Linked DNA regions of Mus musculus: all the other regions are linked to region 4. The links are chromatin contacts, called in public HiChIP or PLAC-seq, capture Hi-C and promoter capture Hi-C maps. All regions are on one chromosome and are shown on one strand. Each heading gives the region's core, a stretch centred on a gene start, on an enhancer-like site or on the middle of the called end of the contact. The rest is flanking DNA. Distances are from core to core; before and after follow the strand shown.

What was found. Promoter capture Hi-C pulls out the DNA fragments that hold promoters and counts their contacts. HiChIP or PLAC-seq counts read pairs in DNA pulled down with a chosen protein or histone mark. Capture Hi-C pulls out chosen DNA fragments and counts their contacts.
Region 1: an H3K27ac HiChIP or PLAC-seq map of embryonic stem cells shows a contact between it and region 4, with 3 times the contacts expected there. The contact joins the promoter of Aldoa here to the promoter of Qprt in region 4. A contact is called at or near these places in 16 of 39 promoter capture datasets (the C10 cell line, the HPC-7 cell line, the SN4741 cell line and 11 more), 4 of 15 datasets of contacts at CTCF or cohesin (the NIH/3T3 cell line, embryonic stem cells, large pre-B cells and 1 more), 13 of 484 Hi-C or Micro-C datasets (B cells, the MNK3 cell line, Th17 cells and 8 more), 59 of 115 datasets of contacts at active chromatin or transcription factors (the 230-238 cell line, CD8 T cells, the HPC-7 cell line and 38 more) and 4 of 9 other capture datasets (adipose tissue, embryonic stem cells, liver and 1 more).
Region 2: a contact with region 4 is called in a promoter capture Hi-C map of liver, with 3 times the contacts expected there. The contact joins the promoter of Nupr1 here to the promoter of Qprt in region 4. A contact is called at or near these places in 7 of 39 promoter capture datasets (cranial neural crest, embryonic stem cells, frontonasal cranial neural crest and 4 more), 1 of 15 datasets of contacts at CTCF or cohesin (the NIH/3T3 cell line), 2 of 484 Hi-C or Micro-C datasets (Sertoli cells and cerebellum), 3 of 115 datasets of contacts at active chromatin or transcription factors (astrocytes, embryonic stem cells and large pre-B cells) and 1 of 9 other capture datasets (liver).
Region 3: a capture Hi-C map of macrophages shows a contact between it and region 4, with 4 times the contacts expected there. The contact joins the promoter of Sult1a1 here to the promoter of Qprt in region 4. A contact is called at or near these places in 7 of 39 promoter capture datasets (the SN4741 cell line, cranial neural crest, hippocampal neurons and 3 more), 2 of 15 datasets of contacts at CTCF or cohesin (the NIH/3T3 cell line and large pre-B cells), 1 of 115 datasets of contacts at active chromatin or transcription factors (embryonic stem cells) and 2 of 9 other capture datasets (liver and macrophages).
Region 5: a promoter capture Hi-C map of liver shows a contact between it and region 4, with 1.9 times the contacts expected there. The contact joins the promoter of Fbrs here to the promoter of Qprt in region 4. A contact is called at or near these places in 1 of 39 promoter capture datasets (liver), 1 of 484 Hi-C or Micro-C datasets (B cells) and 3 of 115 datasets of contacts at active chromatin or transcription factors (bone marrow-derived macrophages, double positive thymocytes and regulatory T cells).
Region 6: a contact with region 4 is called in a promoter capture Hi-C map of adipose tissue. The contact joins the promoter of Ino80e here to the promoter of Qprt in region 4. A contact is called at or near these places in 4 of 39 promoter capture datasets (the C10 cell line, cranial neural crest, frontonasal cranial neural crest and 1 more), 2 of 15 datasets of contacts at CTCF or cohesin (embryonic stem cells and large pre-B cells), 9 of 484 Hi-C or Micro-C datasets (CD4 T cells, bone marrow-derived macrophages, cerebral cortex and 5 more), 38 of 115 datasets of contacts at active chromatin or transcription factors (the 230-238 cell line, the HPC-7 cell line, the NIH/3T3 cell line and 24 more) and 4 of 9 other capture datasets (adipose tissue, liver, macrophages and 1 more).
Region 7: a contact with region 4 is called in an H3K27ac HiChIP or PLAC-seq map of embryonic stem cells, with 5 read pairs. The contact joins the promoter of B130055M24Rik here to the promoter of Qprt in region 4. A contact is called at or near these places in 2 of 39 promoter capture datasets (liver and neutrophils) and 3 of 115 datasets of contacts at active chromatin or transcription factors (embryonic stem cells, microglia and pancreatic cancer cells).

Annotation. Positions count from the first base shown.
Region 1 is chr7:126,797,714-126,801,081 of GRCm38.p6, reverse strand. Aldoa (aldolase A, fructose-bisphosphate) reads left to right here and starts at 1,828. Exons shown (of 9, transcript NM_007438.4): 1 at 1,828-2,037; 2 at 3,306-3,368. The coding sequence starts at 3,327.
Region 2 is chr7:126,623,405-126,626,764 of GRCm38.p6, reverse strand. It overlaps Nupr1 (nuclear protein transcription regulator 1), which reads left to right and starts at 1,295. Exons shown (of 3, transcript NM_019738.1): 1 at 1,295-1,442; 2 at 1,732-1,875; 3 at 3,186-3,360. The coding sequence starts at 1,331. The coding sequence ends at 1,862. All of the region lies in intron 1 of Gm39087 (a long non-coding RNA gene), which reads right to left.
Region 3 is chr7:126,674,946-126,678,266 of GRCm38.p6, reverse strand. Sult1a1 (sulfotransferase family 1A, phenol-preferring, member 1) reads left to right here and starts at 1,849. Exons shown (of 8, transcript NM_133670.2): 1 at 1,849-1,965; 2 at 2,684-2,823; 3 at 2,914-3,039; 4 at 3,121-3,218. The coding sequence starts at 1,949.
Region 4 is chr7:127,120,062-127,123,282 of GRCm38.p6, reverse strand. It overlaps Qprt (quinolinate phosphoribosyltransferase), which reads left to right and starts at 1,254. Exons shown (of 4, transcript NM_133686.1): 1 at 1,254-1,310. The coding sequence starts at 1,298.
Region 5 is chr7:127,477,598-127,480,683 of GRCm38.p6, reverse strand. Fbrs (fibrosin) reads right to left here and starts at 1,726. Exons shown (of 18, transcript NM_010183.2): 1 at 1,039-1,726; 2 at 569-748. The coding sequence starts at 1,485.
Region 6 is chr7:126,861,030-126,864,165 of GRCm38.p6, reverse strand. It overlaps Ino80e (INO80 complex subunit E), which reads left to right and starts at 1,794. Exons shown (of 8, transcript NM_001370765.1): 1 at 1,794-1,892; 2 at 2,149-2,461; 3 at 2,620-2,690; 4 at 2,874-2,926. The coding sequence starts at 1,837. Hirip3 (HIRA interacting protein 3) reads right to left here and starts at 2,194. Exons shown (of 7, transcript NM_172746.3): 1 at 1,650-2,194; 2 at 1,446-1,566; 3 at 1,240-1,348; 4 at 1-997. The coding sequence starts at 1,714.
Region 7 is chr7:127,446,450-127,449,664 of GRCm38.p6, reverse strand. B130055M24Rik (a long non-coding RNA gene) reads right to left here and starts at 1,275. Exons shown (of 2, transcript XR_869949.3): 1 at 94-1,275. Zfp689 (zinc finger protein 689) reads left to right here and starts at 507. Exons shown (of 3, transcript NM_175163.3): 1 at 507-1,011; 2 at 1,189-1,302. The coding sequence starts at 807.

The DNA of each region.
Region 1 (3,368 bases), core at 579-3,078, 320 kb after region 4:
TCCAGTGCTTTGTCTCTCCGTCCCACTGGGCTGGTGGGTGGGTGCTCCTCAGCCCCTCTGCTTACCCACCTCTCTCTTCTCCTTTAGGGTTGGGCCCCTCGATGCCCTGGCTGCTGCCCACTGTGTGACTGTGCCTGTGCCTGCCAGCTCCCAGACTGCCAGAGCCTCAACTGCCTCTGTTTCGAGATCAAGCTCAGATGAAAGATGGGGCTGGGGACGTTGTTCTTTGGGGAGTGGCCAGTCCCCAGGGCCCCCTCTATGATCCTCAGGACATCATTACTGGAGCTACTGCACTGGAGCTATGGATGGCAGGCCCAGCCTAATTACCTGGGAACCTTGAGTTCTCTGAAAGGCAGGATTCTGAGAGCCCTTGGACCGCTGAAAAGGGCCTGATGCTCTGGCCAGTGCCCCTGCCTTTCTTCCTCTCCCTTCCCTGATAAACTATTGTATGTGAGGGTGAGGATGCAGGACATTGCTCACCCAGGCAACAGTGTGGGAGGTTTCTGCCAACCTGGACTATCAGGATAAAGGGATGGCCAGCCACACCCTGCCTTTAGACTCCTGGTTATTTTAAGAGGTGAGTATCCTGCCTGCATCTGCTCTCCTTTGGAAAAAAAAAAAAAGTACAACCACCAGCAGGCACCAGAGTCAAGGGAGGAGGGAACCAGAGGAGGCAGTGGGAGGCAATATCTAGATGTTTTCCCTTCTTGTTCTGCCTTACAGATCCTGGACCTGAGACTGATTTCTTGACTAATTTCACTGTATTTCCAAGGAAGAGGTTCCTCTAAAGACCGGTGAGTGAGCAGTGGCACCTCCTCCTCTCAAGGCAAACCAAAGCTGCCTCTTCTTCACCCCCCACGCAGGGATGAATGTCAGGAGCCTCAGGTTTCCCTAAATATAGGTCCCGGCCGCGGGATTCGTGGTGGGGAAAGGGCAGGGGTTACCGAGAAGGTCTGGGACACTGGTGCGGGGGTGTGTAGGGGAGGGGTGGGGAGTAGGAGCTGCCTTAAAACCCAGCCCTGGACTGCCGGGCTCACTCTCTGCTGACCGGGCTCTGCGGCTTCTGTCACTGCGCCACAGGTGGGCCGCTATCCGGATTGCAGGATGGGAATGGGGGTTGCGGATTGGGACCTGAGGAAACTGAGTGCTCTGAGAGTTACAGGGTGACAAGAGAGCTCCGAGACGGATTTTTTTATTTTGGAGAAGGAAATCAGGTTCGGGAAAGACCTGTCTGGCTTGGGCCAGTCCTTGTCGGTCATTTCCTCAAACTGGGTGTGTTTAGCTCGCGGGTGGTGCCTCCCGCCAATCTGCTAGGCAACGCCAGGCCTGGATACGCCACTCAGTTCCGATGTGGCCGGCACACTAGTTCTGGGAGGTTTTGCCTGCGTACCATGTCAGCTGCGCCGTGCTCTGGCCAGGGAGAGATGGAACGCGCCCTGCATTTTAGTCAAGCGACGAAGCAGGCAGGCAGGGAGGCTCCGAAGCTCTGCGTTCTTAGCAGTGACGTCAGGCTGCAACTACACAGCCGGAAGCCAGGGGTCTTGGAGGAGAGGCCAGCCACCATCTCACTCTGACCCCCTCCCTACTCTTCGCCAACCCACATTCCGGCTGAGTCACGATGTTCGCGCGCGCGCCAGGCAGGGGTTGGGGGGGGGGGTGTTGGGGGGGGGGGCCTGGTGACCTGCGGGATGTGGCTCGAGTCACGTCCTAGCGGGGCGGAGGAGGGATCGTGTTCTAGCCGCTTGTCTCCTCCCCAGTGCCGCCTCCTATCGGAGCATCTTGGGGCGGTGCTGCGCACAGTGCCCACCTTCAATTGGACGGTTCCCGTCCCTGCAAGGGAAAAAACCTGCAGAGGGCGGAGCGGCGCCTTTAAATGTCCGGGGCCCCGCCTCCCGTCCCCCCCAACCCAGCTGAATAGGCTGCGTTCTCTTGGAACGCGCAGCAGAACGAGGTTCTGGTGACCCTAGCCGCGTTCGCTCCTTAGTCCTTTCGCCTACCCACCGGCGTACCAGGCAGACCCACCCCGTCCTGTGCCAGGTGAGCGCCATTTGACACGTGCTCGGGGAAGGGTCTATGGGGTTAGGATCTTGGGCCGGTGGCGGGCAGTGCAGAGCCGTCTTCCCCACGGCCCCTCACTTCTCCTTTTTCTACCCCCACGCTTGCCCCCAGCCCGGGTTCTCCGGCCTGCGCCCTGGCGGTTCGCTGCGCCACGCAGCAACTCAGCGCGCTGAGTCATGCCGGGGGAGGAAGCAAGATGAGGTGGAAAAACAGACCCCTCTTTATTTTTGCAAAAACTCTCCGCTATGCAAAGCATCAGGGTCCCATTTCCTATTCAAGAGATCTCAAGAAGCGATGGGGAGACGGGGGCGATCGGCTCTTACACCGTCTCAGGATTTACGCGATGGGGTGGAGGAAATTGGTTTCCTTTCGGGGGAGCCCCAGGAGAGAAGGCTAAACTCCTCAGCTGCAGTACTCTGTTGCCCATTAACACTTTACTATCTTTCCTTATCTGTGACCTTGATTCTGAGTCTGGAACCGCTGTAGCGTAGAAGTGCACGTGCCTCGTACATCCTTTCCCTCCCCTTCTAACAGTATGGAGGCAAAGGTTTCGTTCTACCTGGGCTCCATAGCCCCTTTTCTGTGCTTCTGATGGCCCTGTGTTTTTCCTAATAATTAATCCTTTTCCTCGAGCTCCTCCCCCGCAACCATCACGAAGAGAGAAGCCTGACCTTGGGGTGTCCTTGAAGCCTGGGCCGGCCCTGGGTGGATTAGAAGGGGCCCCCCCACCTCAGTCGGGAAATCTTGGTTCTCTCTTAACTCTCGCCTTTGGGTTGCTATGTGGCTTTGAGCACAGATCATTTCTTTCTTGGGCTCTTTCAGATGAGGGTATTAGGCTCTCTGCCCTATTCGTGATCCTTAAATTCTAAAATATTCCCGGTTCAATTTTGTTTCTAGGCAAGGTGACCCATGGCAACGCGCAGGCCAGATGGGTCCAGCTTCAACATGACCCGCCTGTCCCTGGCTCTGGCTTTTTCCTTTCCCCCAGTTGCCAGTGAGCAACCCCACTCTGAGCTGGGCAACACCCAGCAACAGACAGAGTTAGGAAAGGTACAGGAAGAGGCAGGTCTAGTATAGGGAAGTCGGGAGTAGGGGAGAGCTCTGGGACAGGAAGTATCCCAGGACCCTCAGGGAGTGGGGCAGGGGAGGTGGGGGCTAGTGCCCTGGCCTCCAGGGAAGCTTTGTTACCGGGGAGACCATGGGATGGTCCAACTAAGCGCTGGTCTCTGTCTGCCTCCCTCACCCAGGAAAGCACTGCCACCGGCACCATGCCCCACCCATACCCAGCACTGACCCCGGAGCAGAAGAAG
Region 2 (3,360 bases), core at 46-2,545, 500 kb after region 4:
AGGCAGGGGGTATCAAAGCACAAATACCTGTTTATTTCATTCTGCCCTCAATATATTATTTAAATTTTAGAAGTCACACGTATTTATTGTGTGTGTACATGGATAGGAATGTGAGGGTCAGAGGACAATTTATGGGACATTTTTCTCTCCCATACTGTATGGGTCCTGGAAACCGATAAACTCAGGTTGTCAGGCTTGGTGGCAAGTACTTTACCCATTGAGTCATCTTGCCAACACACAATATTTTATTTTAAATTCCTTTTCTCCACCCTTTTTTTTTTTGAGGGGGGAGGGTCAAGGCAAGGGCACTGTATGGGAACCCATGGGAAGTTGTGACTAATCCTTACACTGTTCCCGCTTGTGAAGGTTTTCCAGGCCTCATGAGTCTGCAACCTCTCACCAACAGAGCCAGATAGAGTTATCCTCTGTTAAAGGGGGAACCTGAAGCAATCAGAGAGGGAAAGTGACGTGTCCAAGGTCACACAGCAGGAAACACTGGATCTGAGCTGACTTGTGATCCCAGCATTTAGGATGAGGAGGCCAGAGAATTGCAAGTTCAAGGGCTAACCTGGGCTCCATAGAAGGATTCTGTCAGAAAGAAAGGTAGAGGGAGGTGGATCAGGAATCAGAGTGTGGAATCCAGGGTATTTGCTGTCTCTACCAGCTAGCTATCCTCCATCTTGCATGAGGAAGAAGTCCCTGGGGACTCTGTTGAAGGGGACTTTTCACAAAAATAGAAGCCTTGGGTGTGACAGGAACTGCTGACCAAGCAAGAAGTGGGTCAGTGTCCCTCCTCCCTCCCTTTTCAGTATGTATGCTGCCACTACCTCCTGAATCTGAACCAGACTACAGTGTGTGTGTGTGTGTGTGTGTGTGTGTGTGTGTGTGTGTCTGTCTGTCTGTCTGTCTGTCTGTCTAACTATGACCCAGGCCCAGGAGGGGCTTGTGGCAGAGGCTGAAATGATAGGAAGGACTGGCCTATCTGAGGCCCTCTGCTCTCCCTGGCCAATATCCCAAAGACTGTGCCCAGATCCTGTCTGCTTCCTCCGCCCCTGAGGCGAGAGCTTTCCACGTGGAAAAACACAGCTGTGCTTGGGTGAGTCCTGTGAGGGAGGAGGGAGGGGAGGGTGCTCCTCTCTGCTCAGGACTGCTGTCTATGGGCCCAGTTCTGGGAAAGGGCCAGATTGCATCAGACAGGGCTTGGAGGGCGGGGGCCAACCCCGTGGTTTAGGGAGGAGACAGCGTTATAAGTAGGGTGAGAAACTGGGAGAGGGCAGACATTCAGACAAGGAGACACAGGCAAGACTTTGGAGAGAGCAGACTAGGCATAATGGCCACCTTGCCACCAACAGCCAACCCTTCCCAGCAACCTCTAAACCTAGAGGATGAAGATGGAATCCTGGATGAATATGATCAGTACAGCCTGGCCCATCCCTGTGTCGGTAAGGTTTTCGTGGTAGCTCCTTGGTCAGCCCATCTGCTTCTCACTGGGTACCCCGGTTTACCTTTCCTAGCTAATCTATTCCCAACTCCCAAGTAACCCCTTCTAGTCTCATCTACTGAGTTCTGTCTCCCTTAGCCCCAAGAACTCACAAGTGAGCATCTCTCATTCTATACTTGAGTAAACAGCAAGGATAGAGTGCTTCAGACGTGAAGACGTGACCGCCCCACTCTGGCCATTTATATGCCTGTCCTAACCTCACACACCTCCTCTACCTCCTGCTCCACCAGTCGGGGGAGGTCGGAAAGGTCGGACCAAGAGAGAAGCTGCTGCCAATACCAACCGCCCTAGCCCTGGCGGGCATGAGAGGAAGCTGCTGACCAAGTTCCAGAACTCTGAAAGGAAAAAAGCCTGGCGCTGAGACGGAGCTGGAGGTGAGTCGGGAGAGCCGGGCCTAAGTGTGCCGAGCGGGAAGCGGGGAGCCAAAAGCTGGTCCTGGTGAGATGGCGCTGCAGGTAGAGGCTCTTGCAGGCAAGCAGGACAACCTGTGCTTGATCTCTGGGACTCGAGTGATGAAAGGGGAGAGAACCAACTGCAAGCTGTGTTCCCAGGGAGCCCTGCAGATAGATGTCCAGGCAGGGAAGTGATAAGAATGAAAACCCCATTCAGACCGAATTCCATCAGCTTGGATCAGATTTCAGGGCATCTAACGCCAGGCGGTTCACTGTCAGCATATTTAAAACACAGTACAATTTGGGAAGAGGTTTCTAGGCAACAGTCAGGTCCATCAGTTCAATTCCAGGAGCACAATAAAGCTTGAGGTGTGACTACACTGAAACTCCATGAGGGTGGGTTCTAGAGCTAAAGGCCTAGAATCTAGAGTGGTCTCTGACCAATAGCATGGAGGTCATCAGGCAGATGTGACATCTCTCCTAAGAGTGGGTAATGGTCTAGGGAGGGGAGAGTCTGGGATTATCATTCTGGAGAACTTGAGTGAGGTCGGCTTCTATAGCAAAAGCTGGGGAGGTCTGACTCCACACAGAGCCAAAAGCTCACCAGGTTGTTAACAAAATCCACTCTCAGATTTCTGAGTGGAATGCAGGTATTTGACTTTATCTCCTGCATTGAGGAGACACACGGCATGATTAAAACTTCTGGTTCTTAGTGCTTCTCTTGAGTACAAGGACCTCTGTGCCCCCAATGTCCACCGACTTCCATATGCTCAAAGTAGCACACGAGAATACGCATGTGCGCACATGCATGCAAACACATTGGCATATCAATAAATGAAAAAAATAGTGTTGGCCGGACAGTGGTGGCACACGCCTTTAATCCCAGCACTTGGGAGGCAGAGGCAGATGGATTTCTGAGTTCAAGGACAGCCTGGTCTAAGAAGTGAGTTCCAGGACAGCCAGGGCTATACAGAGAAACCTGTCTCGAAAAAACAAAATACAAAAAACAAAAACCAAAACCAAAACAAAACAAAACAATAGTGTTGTGACACTATTTTTATTCTACATCTAAAATAATATGAGACCCGTATTTGACTGAGCTCCCTGGTAACCAGAGGTGGGGGGAGTTCCCATGGAGCCTTTCCAATGGAGAGGAAGTTTGGTTTATGGAAAGGGAAACTGAGGCAGATAGAGTCAAGTACTTCTCTAAGGTAATAGCAAATATGAGTAGGAAAGGTGGAAGTCAAACTCTGATCTCTGTCCCTTTCGTTGCCTGCTTTCCCTCTGCACAGATAAGGCCAGACCACAGACACCACACCCAGCAATGGATACAGGACATCACACCCAGCAATGGATACAGGACATCACACCCAGCAATGGATACAGGACCTTGGAGAAATTAGGAGTTGTAAGCAGGACCTAGGCCTGCTTGATTCTTTCCCACCTAAGTGAGGTTCTGGAGAGGGA
Region 3 (3,321 bases), core at 600-3,099, 450 kb after region 4:
TAAATTAAAAAAAAATAAAAGTCATACACACATATATTGTTTATGTGCAAGTGTGTACACATATTTATGTGTCATGTAGCAGTCAGTTCTCTCCTTTCATTGTAAGAGTCCTGTGGATTGAACTCAGACCATGAAGCTTGGCAGCAAGTGCCTTTACCATCTGAGCTATCCTGCTGGTCCAAAGCTGGACCCTTTGGTCTTTATTCTTCTTTCTCCCTGCTTCAGTGGCAGCAGGTGTACCAGCAAAGCTTTCCAGTCTGTAACCTGCGAGCAAAATGTTGGGAAAGATACAGTTCTGAGCTGCAACTCAACACTGTCCCTCCAGCGATGCGGCTCTGCTGGTGGCCCTCTGTATAGGTACCAAGTTCTGAGAGGATCCCCTCTCCACTGGTACCAGTTCTCTTCATAGGTGCATGCTAGTAGATCCCATGGCTCTAAGGCCTGGCACTGGATCCGAACGCCCACCCACAAGAAAAAAGATGACATAATATATGAATATATACATTCATACCTGCAATCTTAGCCCTTGACATGCTGGAGCAGAATTGCCACAAGATCAAGTCTACCCTGGATTACATGGTGAATTCCTAGTCAGCCTAGGATCCAGTATGAGACCTTGTCTCTGTCAGTTCCAAAGCCAGCATTCTTTAGGATCTCTCGAAGCAGTTCTCCTCTACTAAAGGAGCCATTCCCTTATTCTGGCAGAAGGAACAGATCTGTGGTACCTATTAGCACACTAAAAGGCATGCTGGCATCTTGGCTCCTCTCGCTCCCCTGGCCCAGAGGCTCCCTTTCTACCAGCTTCTCACTGTCCTATAACCCAGCTATCTCAGCTACGCATCCCCCAACCCCACTCTCCAAGTCCTCGTCTTTGTCTTCATCTCTTGCTATCCCATGCCCAAACCCACTTCTCATGGCCAAGTCCAGTTTTCTGGTCATATTCAGTCCACTTCTTTCTCTCTGGACTCTTCCAGATCACTATGGCTGAACTCTCCCTAGCATCTACAATAAAATCCTCCCCTCAGTCACACCTCGGAGTGGTCCTGTCATCAGTCTACATAGTCTCAAACAAACACAATTTCCTCTAGAGAAATGGGAAGTCTTGTCCTGATGCCCAGCTTTGCACAGCTCTCCTCTGAGATGACAACTCTGTAAGGGTCAGGAGGTGCACAGCTGTGGTACAGGAGCCTCTGCAGCCCCAGTGCAGCTTGATATTGCATCTTCACTCCAACAGCAGACAGAGGTCAAGGGGGCACTCCTCACTCCTGGAGGTGTGTCTCTCCCAGCTGCAGCCTCTTGTCTTTGCAGAGGGTGAAAATCTTTCTAGGGACTGATCTCCACCAGTCACGTGTGGTATTGGATGAGGTAGACTAGAGCCATGAAGGCAGGGGCACCTTCCAGGGCCTTTAGACTCACACTCCCATGAACACCCCTCCAACTCTGTTGCACCTCTAGTTCCTTGACCTTGCTCCTTCCCATCATTCTGGACTTTCCCTGACGTCAGAGGTTCCAGGCATCGCTGTGGTTGCTCTGATCGAAGCCCAAGGTGTCCTCAAGACTGGCTTGGAGCCAGCAGGTGTCCCCATCTGGCTACTTTCTTCCCTATGCCAGAGTGGGTTAATTAGAAAAGTCCCATTGTTCTACCTTAAGTTTAGGTAAGTTAGGAAGGAGTCAGAAGCAGAGCAAAAGAAACCCACTGTCCATGCTGTGGCCTGATTGGTGTTTTGTTTTGTTTTGAACAGGCTAAACCCACAGTCCACAGTATGGTTAACAGAACCCTGCCCTACTCCACCTCCTCCCCTTTTTGTTTCTGGAGAACAGCCAGTCCTAGCACTGTTTCCACTTCCTCCCACTTGGGACACAAAATCTCCAGCTCAAAGACCAATTCTGCATTCCCCACATTGCAAAGCCTACACAAAGATCCCTACCACTGAGCACCGAGGGAGGCATGGCTCAGAACCCCAGGTGAGTGGCAGAGTGGGGTGGCCACCTTGTCCTGCCCAGATACTGGTTCCACTGCTCTTCAAGTGCCAGCTAGTCCTTACACTTTGATTAGTCTGCCTGACTGCTGCCTGGGCCTCTAGCCTCTCTACTTTCTCCATGCATACCCCACCTCAGAAGAGCAACTGTGGTTTGTCTGAGTTCCCCTCCGCTCTGGCTTGTTTTAGAATCCTTTTTATTTTAGTAGAAAGTTTCTCCCTACCTTGCAACAAGCTTAATAGCTAAATTGGTTATATTTGTCTCAGAGCAAAATAGGATATCAGTTCTAGATGGGCTGAGGCATTTCTGAAGATAACAGGAAGTTCAAGGGGAAAAAAATAGAGAGAGGCCATGGCCTGAAGCTGCACTAGGAAGTAGTGAAGACTCGGCTGGTGCCTGCCGTTTTCTCATGTATGAGCTGGAATATCCTAGGAAACAGCACACATTGGACTGATTCTACCTCAGAGTGTTTTAATGCCTGGACTATGTATGCTTGGGCACTAGGGACATGGAACAATGTTCCACAGGTGATCAGACATAGCACAGTGGTGACTTTTGGTGGAGATAGATTTGCCTTTGATCCCAGATCTACCTGCCACTTTGGGGGGCTCTGCCAAAGCCCCAGGATCCCCGTCTTAAATCATTTAACACATGGTACTGTGGACTTGCTAGAGAAGTGGGTTTTACTCTGTTCTCAATGCAGCAACATGGAGCCCTTGCGTAAACCACTGGTGCCTGTGAAGGGAATCCCACTCATCAAATACTTTGCGGAGACAATGGAGCAACTGCAGAACTTCACAGCCTGGCCTGATGATGTGCTCATCAGCACGTACCCAAAGTCTGGTGAGCGAGCAGTGGTCCCCACCACACACACACTTTGGTAAGCAGGTCAAGACTCTGAGCCTCGCTCACCTCTTGCTCCTCCCTTTCCAGGTACTACCTGGATGAGTGAGATCATGGATATGATCTATCAGGGTGGCAAGCTAGATAAGTGTGGCCGGGCCCCCGTCTATGCCCGGATACCCTTCCTTGAGTTCAGCTGCCCAGGGGTCCCCCCAGGTATGTGCATGGGGGTGCTAGAGACAAGTGGAAAAAGGTAGGACCGGGCCCCAGTTTAACAAAGTTCCTTGTTCAACTTAGGTCTTGAAACTCTGAAAGAGACACCAGCCCCACGGATCATTAAGACACATCTGCCCTTGTCCTTACTCCCTCAGAGTCTGCTGGATCAAAAGATCAAGGTAAAACCAACCAACTAACAGAAAACCCCAGTTATGGTAGTGCTTTTCAGCATGTGGGAAGTAGAGGCAGAAGGACTGGGGGCAACTGGCTACACAGCAAGTC
Region 4 (3,221 bases), core at 5-2,504:
GCACTGAGGTTCTCATTTAATAATTCATGTCTTCTGGGAAGCACTCATGCAGGGTACTTCTGCTCAACTCCCTATTTAAAAAATATTATATATTTAAAAATAGCTTTCAGAACAGTGGGTTCCTGCAATGCTTCCTCATATACGCTTAGTTTGGGCTTCCCTTCCCCCCACCCTTTTCTGAATCTCTTTTCTTCACTTTAACCCTGAGTCTCTCTCTCTCTCTCTCTCTCTCTCTCTCTCTCTCACTCTCTCTCTCTCTCTCTCTCTCTCGTTTCACATCTCAGTGTTCTACTATCTTCACTAATAGTTTTTTCTTGGGTTGGAAGATGGTTTCCCTATAGCTTTTTCATATACCTTTTATTTTGGCTAACCTTGCTCCCTCCCCCAGGTTTGACCCTTCCCCATTCCATCCTTCTCTACTTTATTTCCCTGACCCAGCCCTTAGGTATCCACCCTTGTGGTCCATCTCTAGTTTTCTGGCTCCCACGTGTACTCCAGGTTAAACATACATGACCAAAGATTTAGAGCTAGGAGCCACATATGATCCAGAACATGCAATATTTCTCAGTCTGCTACAAAGTCACTGATGCTACAGTCTCCTCCGTCACCCTTAGGGCCTCATCCAAAACCCCTCCTCCAAATTTCTATAAATTTGGGGGGGTAAGTTTTCAACACACTGACTTTGGGGGAGCACATTCAGACTGCAGCTCTCAGGAAAAGTGGGAGGGATGAGGGGATATTTGTGGGGTTCCTACTCTGTCCCTCAGAAAATTTGAGATAAAAAGAGAATGGGCCGCATGTGCTTGTGCGCGCTTTAATCCTAGCACGGGCTGGGGACACAGGAGGTGGATCTATACAGTGAGAGCCTCTCTCTGGTGGGGTTAGGGAGAACGGAATTGGGGCTTGAGTGCAGGTCTGGGATCCACGATTTTCCCAGCACACCACTAACAAGGCTTTCCGGCCCTCATAGGAGAGTGAGGTCCGGCATTCATGGCCCTGCACTCCGAGGGAGCTCCAGCAGGGCTGGAAGTGGAGAAAACAGGGCCTGTTTGGTGCCAGAGGAGTCAGAATTTCTAAGTGCTCACAGCTGAGCACTTCCCACTGATTCTGGGGTTCGCAGTGGGGCTGGCTCAGCGAGGGTCCAAAGAGGTGTACCGTGAGGGCTCTTAGGAAGGACTGACCCAGCTCGGCCCCTCCCTCCCCTCTCTCTGGCAGCCCCACCCCCAGCCTCAGCTTCTGGGAACATTCGACCTGAACTGTGGTGAACACACTGACCCGCTGGCTGCTCCAAGTCACCATGGACCCTGAAGGTGACCTAAGTCTCTGCTCTGTGTTCCTGTTTTCTATGTCCCCTACTGCCCGTCCCTCTTCCTATTTCAGCCATCTGCCTCCCTCTCTCTTCTCTAAAGAACCCCTTGTGGCCTCTCCTTGGATCTTGTTCCCAAGTCCGCTTCTCTCTGTCTTGTTTGAACCTCCAAAATCCTCCTCTTGCTTCGCGGTTCTTTCTGTGTTGAGCCCTACGGAAGGGCAGAAGCTTGGGAACAGAATGGATGGGGTTGCTCTGCTGGGGTCAGATGGACTGGTAGTGGGAGTTTGGAAAGGGGAGCAGCCCTGGACTCTGTCCCTTGTTAGCAGCCAAGAGAAGCGGAGGCAAAGTCCGGTCTCATCCCTGTAGAGTGTGGGGGGCGGGGAGGGGATGAAGTCGGAGACTGCGCTCAGGCCGCAGAGTCTGGCTTGGGACTCACAGCACCTGCTTGAGCCTAGAGTGCATCAAGGACAGGCTGCAGGGCCATCGGAAGACTTCTACAGCCTCACAGCCTCTTTTTCTTGCAGTAGCATTGGGTCTGGGGTGTAGCTCAGTGGTCGACACTTGCGCAGCATGCTTAAGACCTTCCACCCTAGTAGGTTTGCCGCTCTTATTTAAATCTTTTGTGTTTCCCTTTCCTCCCTGGGGCCTCCTCCCCCATCCTCCCCACTTTCCTGCCGGTTTGCATGCAACTCCTCTGGCCTGCCTGTGGAGCCTGCTCTGGATTTGTAGGTCTGGCTAGAATCTGGGGAGTTGCCTGTGCTGATCGGGCTGGCCTCAAACTTACCGAAATTTGCCGCCGGCCGCCTGCCAAGTGCTGGGATCAAACCCGTGTGTTCTGCCTGGTCTGCCTTTCCCTCCTAACATTAACACTGCCCTGGATTTGAGGCCAGGGGATTCACAGCTGTGGGAACCCTGGGAAGTTACCCAGAAGGATTCTAGGTTTCTGCATCTGGAAGATGCTTCAGGGTGGTAGGGAAACTCAACCACCTTTGCAAGTGTCCCGGTTCCTGAGTTCTTTACTGAGGAACTGTGGGTGGGTGTTCAGGGAGGGCATGGATGCCCAACATGAATATGAAATTCTGAGAAAATAGCCATGGATTCCCTTTTCTGAGAAAGGGGGTTCAATAATGGCATTTTTCATCCAACCCGGGTTTCTGAATTTTTAAACTTATTATTGTATGTGAGTGCATGGTGGTGGGGGTGTCAGGTGTCACAGTGTGGAGGTCAGAGGACATCTTTTCAGAGGTTGTTCTCTTCTTCTTTCCACCTTTGTACGTCTCTGGGGATGGAGCTTGGGGCCTCCTGAACTGTCTTTCCCCTCTGATTATTCATTTAGTTTTGAGACAGGTCCTCACTGTGGAGCCCTAGCTGGGCTGGAACACTCAGCAATCTTCCTGCCTATGCCTCCCGGGTGCCGAGATTAAAGGGGTGTGCCTGGTTTTGTTTATTCCTAAGACAGAGTATTTTTTTAATATTTTAAATTCTGTTTATGCATGGCAGGAGTTATGCACACATGTGTGGGGTTGCCAGATGCCATAGGCATTGGGTCTCCCTACAGTTACAGGCGGTTGTGAGCCACCTGATGTGTGTGCTAGGAACAGAACTTGGATCTTCTGCAAGAACAGTGTGGACTTAACCTTTGAGCCTCAGTGATATGCAGGGCCACATCTCCAGGGTCTTGATTCACAGCCCAACATGGCTTGCAACTCATGTAGCTCAGAGTGACCTTGAACTTACGATGAGCCCCAGCCTCCCAAGTGCTGACATTACTGGTGTGTGATCCACCACAGGCTCCAGACCCAAATTCTTAATAAGAATAAATTAAAAACCTCACATACTCAAGGATGGGGTCTCGAGAGAGGGCTCAGTGGGTAAAGTACCAGCCTTACCAGCATGAGTTCAGATTCCCCAG
Region 5 (3,086 bases), core at 477-2,976, 360 kb before region 4:
AAATCTTAAAACTGTATTCAAAACAACTTTTCCTCACTTCTTTCCTCAGCAAACTTCTGACTACACTGGGGCCCAAGACGTTCTAGGGGGCTTTCCCTAACCGCAACCCTCTGCCCATCCCCCAGACAGAATGAGTGGCTTCCTCATGTGGGTTTCTGTAGCACTTTGCCTAGATCTCTCCCAGATCACTGCCTTACACAGCTGCTCAAGCTAGTCTAGGTGCTTGCTTTTTGGCTGTTTCTTTCCCCTTAGGCTGCCACCAGCTAGAGGAAAGGACAGGACATCTCTTATTTATAATTCAGCTGTCTTTGATGTATCTCTTGAATTATCAGCTTGTTAGTAGTATACATAGCACAAGCAAAAGCAAGTGAGTTTGACTCTAGTTAGGTCCTTCAGACCTGGATTGGAGATGGGGCTGCTGTCCAATTTGTTCTGCCTTCCCCTGTGCTCCTAGACACTAGGATTACTGCTGGGATCGGCAGTTGTGATGCTCGTGGGAAGTCAGTCTACAGGAATGATATATTCCGACTGAACAAATTGGAAGGACTGGAATCTGGGACATGCTCACCTCTTTCCTTCTTCGCTTATTGGGCCATTTACGGGGCCTATCCCCAGAGGGTCGGCCAGGCTCACGGTCTGAGCTGTCCCCTGGTTCCCCAGTGGCCCCACTGGAGCCCCCCCTCTTCCGTTTCCCAGAATGCTTCAGCCGATGTTCCAGTCGTTCTGGGGGCTGAAGAGATGCATCCTTCTGTAGAAGAGGTGGTGGAAATGTGGTTGGAGAAAGAAAAGCTCCTTAACTCTCTAAGGGTGACCAAGTTACTCAAGTGCCTCTCAAGCAGGGGAACCTAGGTAGTCCCCAGACACTAGCTCTACCTCCTCCCACCCCAGGGTGGGGCAGAAACCCGGCAAGAGGAGCCGGTTGCTCTGGTTTGGGGTGTCACCACTGCCCCCTCAACCCCATCCTCTGTAAGGGCTATACCCTTCTCTCTGCCCTTCTGACCCACCTCCCAAAGACCCCCAAATCCCATTAGGGCACACCTGCAAGGCCTCAAGGCTGGCAAAGCTAGCGATGGCAAAACCATCGATCAGGTCTTCCTCCTCTTCCTCCTCCTCAGGCTCCTCCTCGGCTTCTCCGTCGTCTGCGCCCCCCTCTTCCTCCTCGTCCTCTTCCTCTCCGCGGCTGCCCGAACCGGCAGGCCGCTTCCGAGCTCGCGGTCTCGGGGGTCGAGGCCTGGGTCGGGGCCGCCGCCGTCGTAGGCCCCCAGGCCGCTCTCCAGATGAAGCTGACGACCAGGGACGGGCGGGCGGCGGCGGTGACGAGGAGGATGAAGAGCCTCGCGGGGCGGCCAACAAGGCCCGGGGCGCGTCACCGCCTGGACCTCGGCGGCGCCGCTGCTCCCGATCACGGTCTCGCCGCGAGCAGCGTCTCCGTCGCCGCTCCCCTTCAGCTGCCCAGCCCGGGCCTGGGGCCGCGGCCGTCTCCATGGTGACGGCCCTCAGCGCCGCATCCGGAGGCGGCGGGGCCCGAAGCGGCCTGTCCACAGGCCCCGGGTCGCGAGCGCGGCGCTGGCGCTTGCACAGGGACGGGAGAGCTCCGGCTTCCTCTTTAAAACAGGATCCGCTGGCCTCTGGCTTGCCCCAAGGCCAAGGCCCAGAGAGCCGGCGCCGCCCCCGGGGCGACAAGCCTGAAGGCCCCCCCTGTAGGGCTGGCGGGGCCGCGACGACTAAAACTGGGCGGCCGTCCCTTTAAGGCGAGGCCTCAAATTGTCCAGCCCCCGGCCCCTTTAAGACGACTCCACCGTGTCCGGCTGGTCTAGTGCGGTGGCGGCCCCGTGCCAGGGGTCGAGGCAAGTCTCCCAGAGGAAGAGGAAGGACCACCCCTTTAAAAGGGGCGGAAAGCACGACTTCCCCTTTAAAAGTGTCTCAAGTCCTCCGGCTGAAAGAGGCCACCCCTTTAAAGAGTCCAGAGGCCTTCAAACAGCGAGTCGTCCCTTTTTAGAGAGCGTAGCTAAGTTTCTAGCCCTTCACAGGCTGTCACTTCCCCTTTAAGATGAATTTAATGAACTTCTTGCGTGGGGCAGGAGGTAGGAAAACTCCACTTGCCCCAATTCTTCCAGCAGGAGTTGTTTGTCAGCTTCTGCTGTCCCCTTTAAGACTGGCGTTGGAGTCGGCCGAGTTCGGTACCCACCCCTTTAAGGAGATTTAACGAGGTCTCCGCCTCCCGTAGCCTTGAAAGGTGCAAGGGGGCGGAGCCTGCCGTCCAAAGTCCCGGATGTGAGGCAACGGTGACGGATAGAGCTTCTCTCTCTGTCCTCCGACATAAAAGACTCTTCCTCCTTTCCTCCGTTCCTAACCGGCTTGTAGCTAGAAGGATCCGGAAAGGCCACTGGACAGTGAGGAACTCCGCCGTATCCTCCTGTTGTCTTCTTCGGCGTCTACGGCTCTTCTCCACCAGAACTTCCCTGCCCCTCCTCCCTCTTCCTCCTCAGCCAACGCCTCCTTCCTCTCTCCGCCTCCTTCCCCCTCCCTCCGAGGCTCAGTCGTTTATAGGTTGGCAAGTAAACGTCAATGCAAAGGGCGGAGTCAAAGTCGCCGGAGTGCCGGACGTAACAGCCTTCAAATGTGGGATTGGGTTGTCAGGTTAGCCCCGCCCTCCCCAGGTCTTGTGACTGGACTGGTCCGAAGTAGGTGTTTGGAGCAGTTCCTTAGGCCACCCGCCTCTTCCTGCTCTCTGTTTATTGGCCATCTACTGAGAGACAGTGCGAGGCACTGGGAGGTGGTGCCTGGAGTGGTAGGCAGCAGGCCACTGGTAGGCGTTAGGCTGTCCTAGGTGCGCTTTTCTGGTGTGTAGTGGCTGCCTTTTTGCCTGTTGGTATTTCGCGCAAGCGCATGGCGCTAATGCCTTCTGCCCGTCTTTGGGCGGATCTGTCTACCGTGGCGTCTCAGAAAACCCAAGCACGATCCGCGAGAGTCAGAGGTGGGGCGGAGACCAAGCTCCCAGTGGCCGTCCCTTCCTGTGCTCAACAATAATAAACACTTTGCACTCCAGTGCGAAGTACTCTCTCACATTAATTCACTTGGTAATG
Region 6 (3,136 bases), core at 545-3,044, 260 kb after region 4:
GAATCTGATGAAGATGAACAACTTCGGGCCTGGCCGTTCTTGGAGCTCTTGTTGGAAGAGCGGCTCTTCCTCTCCTCTTTGGTGTTTTGTCCTGCCTGGGAGTCACTCACTTCCCTCTCTGTGTCACTGTCACCATTACTGCTGCCTAGGCTGCCTGACTTTGTAGTGCCTTGAGCAGCTGCTTGCTCCTGTGTGCTGTTACTGTCATCCCTGCTGCTTGTGTTCTGCCTCCTCCCACTCTCGGTCTGGGTCCTGACCTTGCTCTTTCTCTTCACCGAGTGCTCTTCTCCCTCCTCACTGCTGTCCCCACTACCCACTGTGCCCTCTTCCTTCTCTGCCTCCCCCTTCTCACTGCTGTCCCCACTGCCCACTGTGCCTCCTTCCTTCTCTGCCTCCCCCTCCTCACTGCTGTCCCCACTGCCCACTGTGCCCCCTTCCTTCTCTGCCTCGCTGTCTCGCAAGCCTCCAGTTGGCCTCCCAGGCCTGCTTTTCTGCTTATAGCTCTTTCTCTCCCTGGCTGTTCTCTCTGCTCTGTTACTTCTGGATCTGGGCTCACTAAGCTCTTTCTTCTTAGCTGGGCTCTCCTCTCCGCTCTCTTCACTCTCCTCCTGGCAGTTAGCACCTGTGCTTCCCTCCACCTTTGCTCTCTGCAGCACAGCCTCCTCCTCACTGCTCCCACTCTCTTCCCTAACCTGCTTCCTGTCTGCCTTGAGTGGTACTTGCTTGTCTTTGGCCCCAGCTTGCTTTCTAACCTGGCCCTTCTGTTCTTGTTTCATGTCCTCCTCTTCCTCGGTGACCTTACCTGATCTAACAGAGCCCTCTGCTTCCCCCTCACTGCTCTCCTCCAATCCCATCTTTGCATCCAGGTCTGTTTGGTGGTCTTCATCTGTGCTCTCAACTGCTTTCTTTAAGGCTCTTCTTAGACATGTCTTCTTGGTTGTCCTGTTCTTTGTTGAGGGTCCTGAGCCATCTGGACTGGATGGTGAAGAGCTGGATTCTGAAACATGGGGATGGGACTGGATGGATTCCTCCCTCTCCTTCCATCTAGAATAGGATGCTTCTAGATCTACTCTGGTTAAGAGTGAAGGGCAGCAAGAAGCACCACAGCTGTGGCCCCAGCTGGTTCCTGACTCACTGTCCCCCAAGCCCCAGCCTTGCAATTAATACATGCGCCTCGCCTTTTGAAGAAACCAATGATGCTGGAGTCACAGACAGATAAACAGGGAAGAAGGCACTAACCTGACTCTGAATTAAAGCGGAACCTTTTCTTCTTTGGGTCACTGCAGGGAGCAGGAGACCTCTTCACTTTGATAAAGTCTGGCTTTCCTTCCCTGGTACCAGCATCCGCCTGTGGGTGCAGCATGAGGGCAAACCGAACCAAGATGCCCTGCCCCAACCCCTCAGCAACAAACCCTGTCTCTGCTGGCCCAGGGTTAGACCCACACCTGCATTTTCGGCAGCTCCTCCTCCACCAGCCGCTTCAACGCCTGCTTCTCTTCAGGTTCAAGATGATCCCGACCCACGTGAATCAAAAATTTCTGTCGCACGATGGCGTGCGTAACCGAGCTACAGAGACACGTGTCATGACAGAGTTCCAGCCTAACCCCTCCCCTTCACAACCCAGACTCTAATACCCAGACTCTATGCACCTGAGGTCCGGGCAAGCTCGAAAGAAGCTGCGAGTGAATTTTCGCATCTCATCTCCCGGCGCCATTTTGCGTCACCAGGGATTGGTTGCTCCCGCCTTTTTTTCTTCAAGGCTGGTTTCCCGAGCGACAGTAGTTTGCGCACGCGCAGTGCGGCGGCTTCGTGAGGAATGGGACCGTTGAGCCTCCGATGTGGAGCACTGAGACGGAAAACTTTGGCCGACCTTGCTTTTTCCTGAGCAGCTGGTGGGTCTTGAGCGAGGTTTCGACTCTTTGCTAAAACTACGTGTTAAAATTTTCGCTAGAAGCCGGTTCGGCGCCGGCAGTCTTTATAACGTAATCAGTTCAATCAATCCCTGTGGTCGGGATTAACAAATTAGGTCGCTTGTTTCGAAAGGCAGAAGGGAGACGGTATTCTCGCTAACATACTGAATTTCTGGTTATATTCTTTTGGTTCCAAATCTTTATAAACAGTTTACAATCAATAATTGTGCCCCCCCAGTGTCCAGCTCCTCTGTGACCTCAGCTCACCGCGAAGCCACTGGAAGCAGCGTTCCTTTCGGGTCTTCCCCCAGGAGGGCGGGCGGTGTGATTACGCTCCCCGCGCGCGGAGGACGCTGGGAGTTGTAGTCCGTTTCATACGGCGTTGCAAAGTCTCCGGAAGTGGAGGTGTGAGAGGCCGGGCGGACTTGGGTAGCGGGACTCTACTCCGGGGCGTTTCTCCCTGGCGGGTCATGAACGGACCAGCGGACGGCGAAGTGGACTACAAAAAGAAATACAGGAATCTGAAGCGGAAGCTCAAGTTCCTCATTTACGTGAGTGCCAGCGTGGGGCGGTTGTGGAGTGTGAGGCCTAACTCGGAGAGGACCTCAGTTTACCCATGTGGTAAAGGGGGTGAGTAGGGAGAGATGTCTCCGGGTTCTGGGTCTTTTATGGATTGCTCTTGGCTCAGCACCCGCCCTGTCCGCCGCAGGAGCACGAGTGCTTCCAGGAGGAGCTCAGAAAGGCGCAAAGGAAATTGCTGAAGGTTTCCCGAGACAAGAGGTAAGGCATCTTGTGGGCACGAGGGCACTGTTAACTCCCAGGGAATCCGTTCTTACGCCGTCCCGGAACAGGATCCCAAATGCATGCAGTCTTAGGAGGATCCAGTGGGTCTCCTAGGAGGGACTAGGTAGGGCTCAAGACCACCAAAATGGGGATACCCACCCTCCTTCCCACTTGTCTCAGTTTCCTTCTAGATCGACTTCTGCAGTATGAGAACGTGGATGAAGACTCCTCTGGTGAGCAAAGTCATGACCACTTTTAGGAAGATATGAGATACTGGCCCTTGAAACACGTGTTCCTAGGTCCACCCTCCTAGGGTCCGGAAGCTGATGCAGGCCCCTCCAATGGTTCTTAAGCCTAGTTGCTGCCTTCTGTCACCTTCTTCCTGTTTTGTCTTTTTTCACCCCATTGGACAAGGTTTCTCTGTGTAGTCCTTTTGTAGACCA
Region 7 (3,215 bases), core at 26-2,525, 330 kb before region 4:
TCTAAACAAGCGAACTTCCTTGGTACTCAGGTAGGCCATTCACTTCTATAGACTACTTAGGAGCTGCCCAAGGTACAAGACCAGTCAACTTACCATTCTAGTCATTCAATTTTACCAGACGCGCCTTTTGTGCACCAGATCCTTACCACCGCTCCCTTCTCATCTAGTACTTTTCAGAATTCCTGGCTGTGACACCTTTATGATCGTAGGATGTAGCTGTTCAAAAATCCATGTTGTCACTGTGTGACTTTCCCTTTGGAAGACCTGTAGAAACGTCTTCTCCAAGTAGGGCAAACAAGCGTTGGAGAACACAAGAAAAGCCTCCCATTCATAAGACTTCTCACAACCGGCTTAGAGACACAGGATCCACCTTCTTGCCCTTAAGAATCCGTTGGCTTCATTCAAATGGGCCGCCTTCATTGATGACCAATCAGAACGCCCGATCTTCAGCTACCAACCAATAAACGAATGCAATAGATAGGAGGAAAGTAGGCAAGAAGCCATCTCGCAGCGCCATTACACTTTAGGGCAAGGAGGTTAAGAAGTCGGCATGGCGTTCGGGTCAATAAAATCGATAGCTGGAACCTGCCTGTGTTCTAGGCAGCGGTGGTGCAGGAGCAGCGCCGCCATCTTCCCCGAAGGCATCTTCCGGTGCCTCTCACCCAAGTTCCAGCGGGAGTTCCCTGAATAACGGTCTGTGTCGGGCCGCCCGGCCCCTCAGGCAGCCGATTCAGATTTCCTCCGGGCCTTCCCGACGGAGCTTCTAGGTCTCCGGGTCCCCGTGGCAAGGCCGGGGAGCAGGTCCGATGGCGCCACCTTCGGCTCCGCTTCTCCTGCGGGCAGTCGGAGAGGCTGGACCTACTCGGAAAAGGGGCAGGAGGCCAAGGGCCTTGAAGTTCGTGGACGTGGCCGTGTACTTCTCCTCGGAGGAGTGGGGGTGTCTGCAGCCCGCTCAGAGGACTCTGTACCGGGATGTGATGCGCGAGACCTACGGCCTCCTGGGCGCGCTCGGTGAGGCCCGGCCCAATCTGCTTACGCGGGGCCTAAGGGATGATGGAGCTTGAGGGCGGGGTAGAGTGGGGGCAGGGAGCCTAGGGTCCTGACCTGCGATCGGCTTGTTAGGGGTTGGCGTTTATTTTTTAGCATCCTTTCTTCGGGCCAGCTCTCTGACTGGTTCTCCTTCCCCAGGATGCGCAGGTCCCAAACCAGCTCTCATCTCCTGGTTGGAACGAAATACCGATGACTGGGAACCAGCAGCCCTAGATCCGCAGGAGTACCGGAGATGGGTAACATTCCAGAGAAGTGAGTGAAAAATACCCACGAAAACCATACTGCCTTCCTGAGTAATGCCCTAAACTGTCGACCCAATCTAAATTTGTCGTCTGATGAGAGTTAACCAGGTTGCTTGTACTGTGGGCATACGAACTACAAACGGTACTTCATTGACATAAGTGAATTACTGAGCTTTGAAAAAGATAACTACTGCTTTCCAGGATCCGGGACTTAGCTTCCATTGAACTTCTCCAATTCCCATCGGTCCTGGGAAGACTAGAAAGAGTCCTTAACCACTGAGACATCTCTCTCTAGCCCCTGGTTCACTCTTGACTTTAAAAAAGAAAAAGCCCCATTGATTGGAATGTTCATCTAGGCTTGTGAACTACTGGATGAAATACAGTCCAAGGTTTTTTTGTTTTTTTTTTTTACAACTCTCTCAAAGTGCTCCTAGACCAACAGCTGCATATTTGGGAGTTGTCTTGGTCAGAGGTTTCTATGCTGTGATAAACACCATGAACAAAAGTGGCTTGGGGAGAAGAGGGTTTATTTCATTGATATTTTCATGTAAACATCCATCATCAAAGCAGGGCAGGGCAGGAACATCAAGGCAGGAACTGAAGCAGAAAGCCACAAGGAAGGCTGCCTCCTGCTTGCTCTCCTACTTTCTTACACACTCAGGAACATCTGCCTAGGGATAGCACCACCCACAGTGGGCTGGGCCCTCCCATGTCAACCTTAATCAATCACTAATTAAGAAAATGTACCACGCTGGGCATGGTGGCACACACCTTTAATCCCAGCACTCAGGAGGCAGAGGCAGGTGGATTTCTGAGTTCAAGGCCAGCCTGGTCTACAAAGTGAGTTCCAGGACAGCCAGGGCTATACAGAGAAACCCTGTCTCGAAAAACCAAAAAAAAAAAGAAAAGGATGTACCACAGGCCAATCTGGTGAGGACATTTTTCTCCGTTGAGGTTCCCTCTTCCCAAATCACTCTAGCTTGGATCAGGTTGGCATAAAACAAGTCAGCACAATTGACCCCTTGTTAGCATGACACACAAACCCATCCCTTTTAACCATAACCTTTGTTTTTTGTTCATTCCAAGATCTCAATTCAAACACTCAATTCAGACTCTCCTTAAAATACCTAGTCTCTTTCAAAGTTTCTCTATCATATCCAAAACCTCTCTAAAATTAACTATGGGTTCCTATTAAAAAAAAGTTACATACTTGTTTATTCCAAGAAGTAATAACCAGTGCACAGTTACAGTAAAATCAAACCCAAAGTCTACGTGTGACGCTCAGTGCCAGCCTTCTGAGACTCTGCTCCTCTAGGCTCCAGAGGGCTTGGCAGTGGCACTCGTCTGACATCCACTGCACACACAGCCAGCTCACAAAGCTCTAAAGCTGCTGTGAGTGGTCATCTGTGCCAATGCTCTCTCCAAAACACCGGAGTTCTGGGTACACCGGGAGCCTTTCTTGGGATCTCTTTAGAGACACTGAGCCTGCCACGTGGTGCCAGGCCTTAATTTATCTCCATGACCCCCCTTCAGTCCTGAGGTTTGTACTTTAACTGAGGCTGTGAGTTTACCAATGGTCTGGGCTTTCCAGTCACAGTGCCAAGCCTCATTGCTCTCCATGACCCTTTATGCCTTCAAAACTAGAACATCTGGGGACACTTACACATAGTCAACTTCAGCTGCCAACAGGAGCCTTGGCCCCTTCATGGACCACAGCTGCTGTGTGCTGATCCTGTGGAGGTACTCCCAGATTTATCATCCTTGCTGATGCTGGTGTTTGGTTTTGTTTTGTTTTGTTTTGTTTTGTTTTTTGTTTTTTACTTGTGTCAATTTCTTGGATCCAGCTAATAGCATCAATTGCCCCAGTTAAGAAAGGTTTCCCTTTAGTGGTTTTTAATAAACGAATATCACATAAATGGTAGA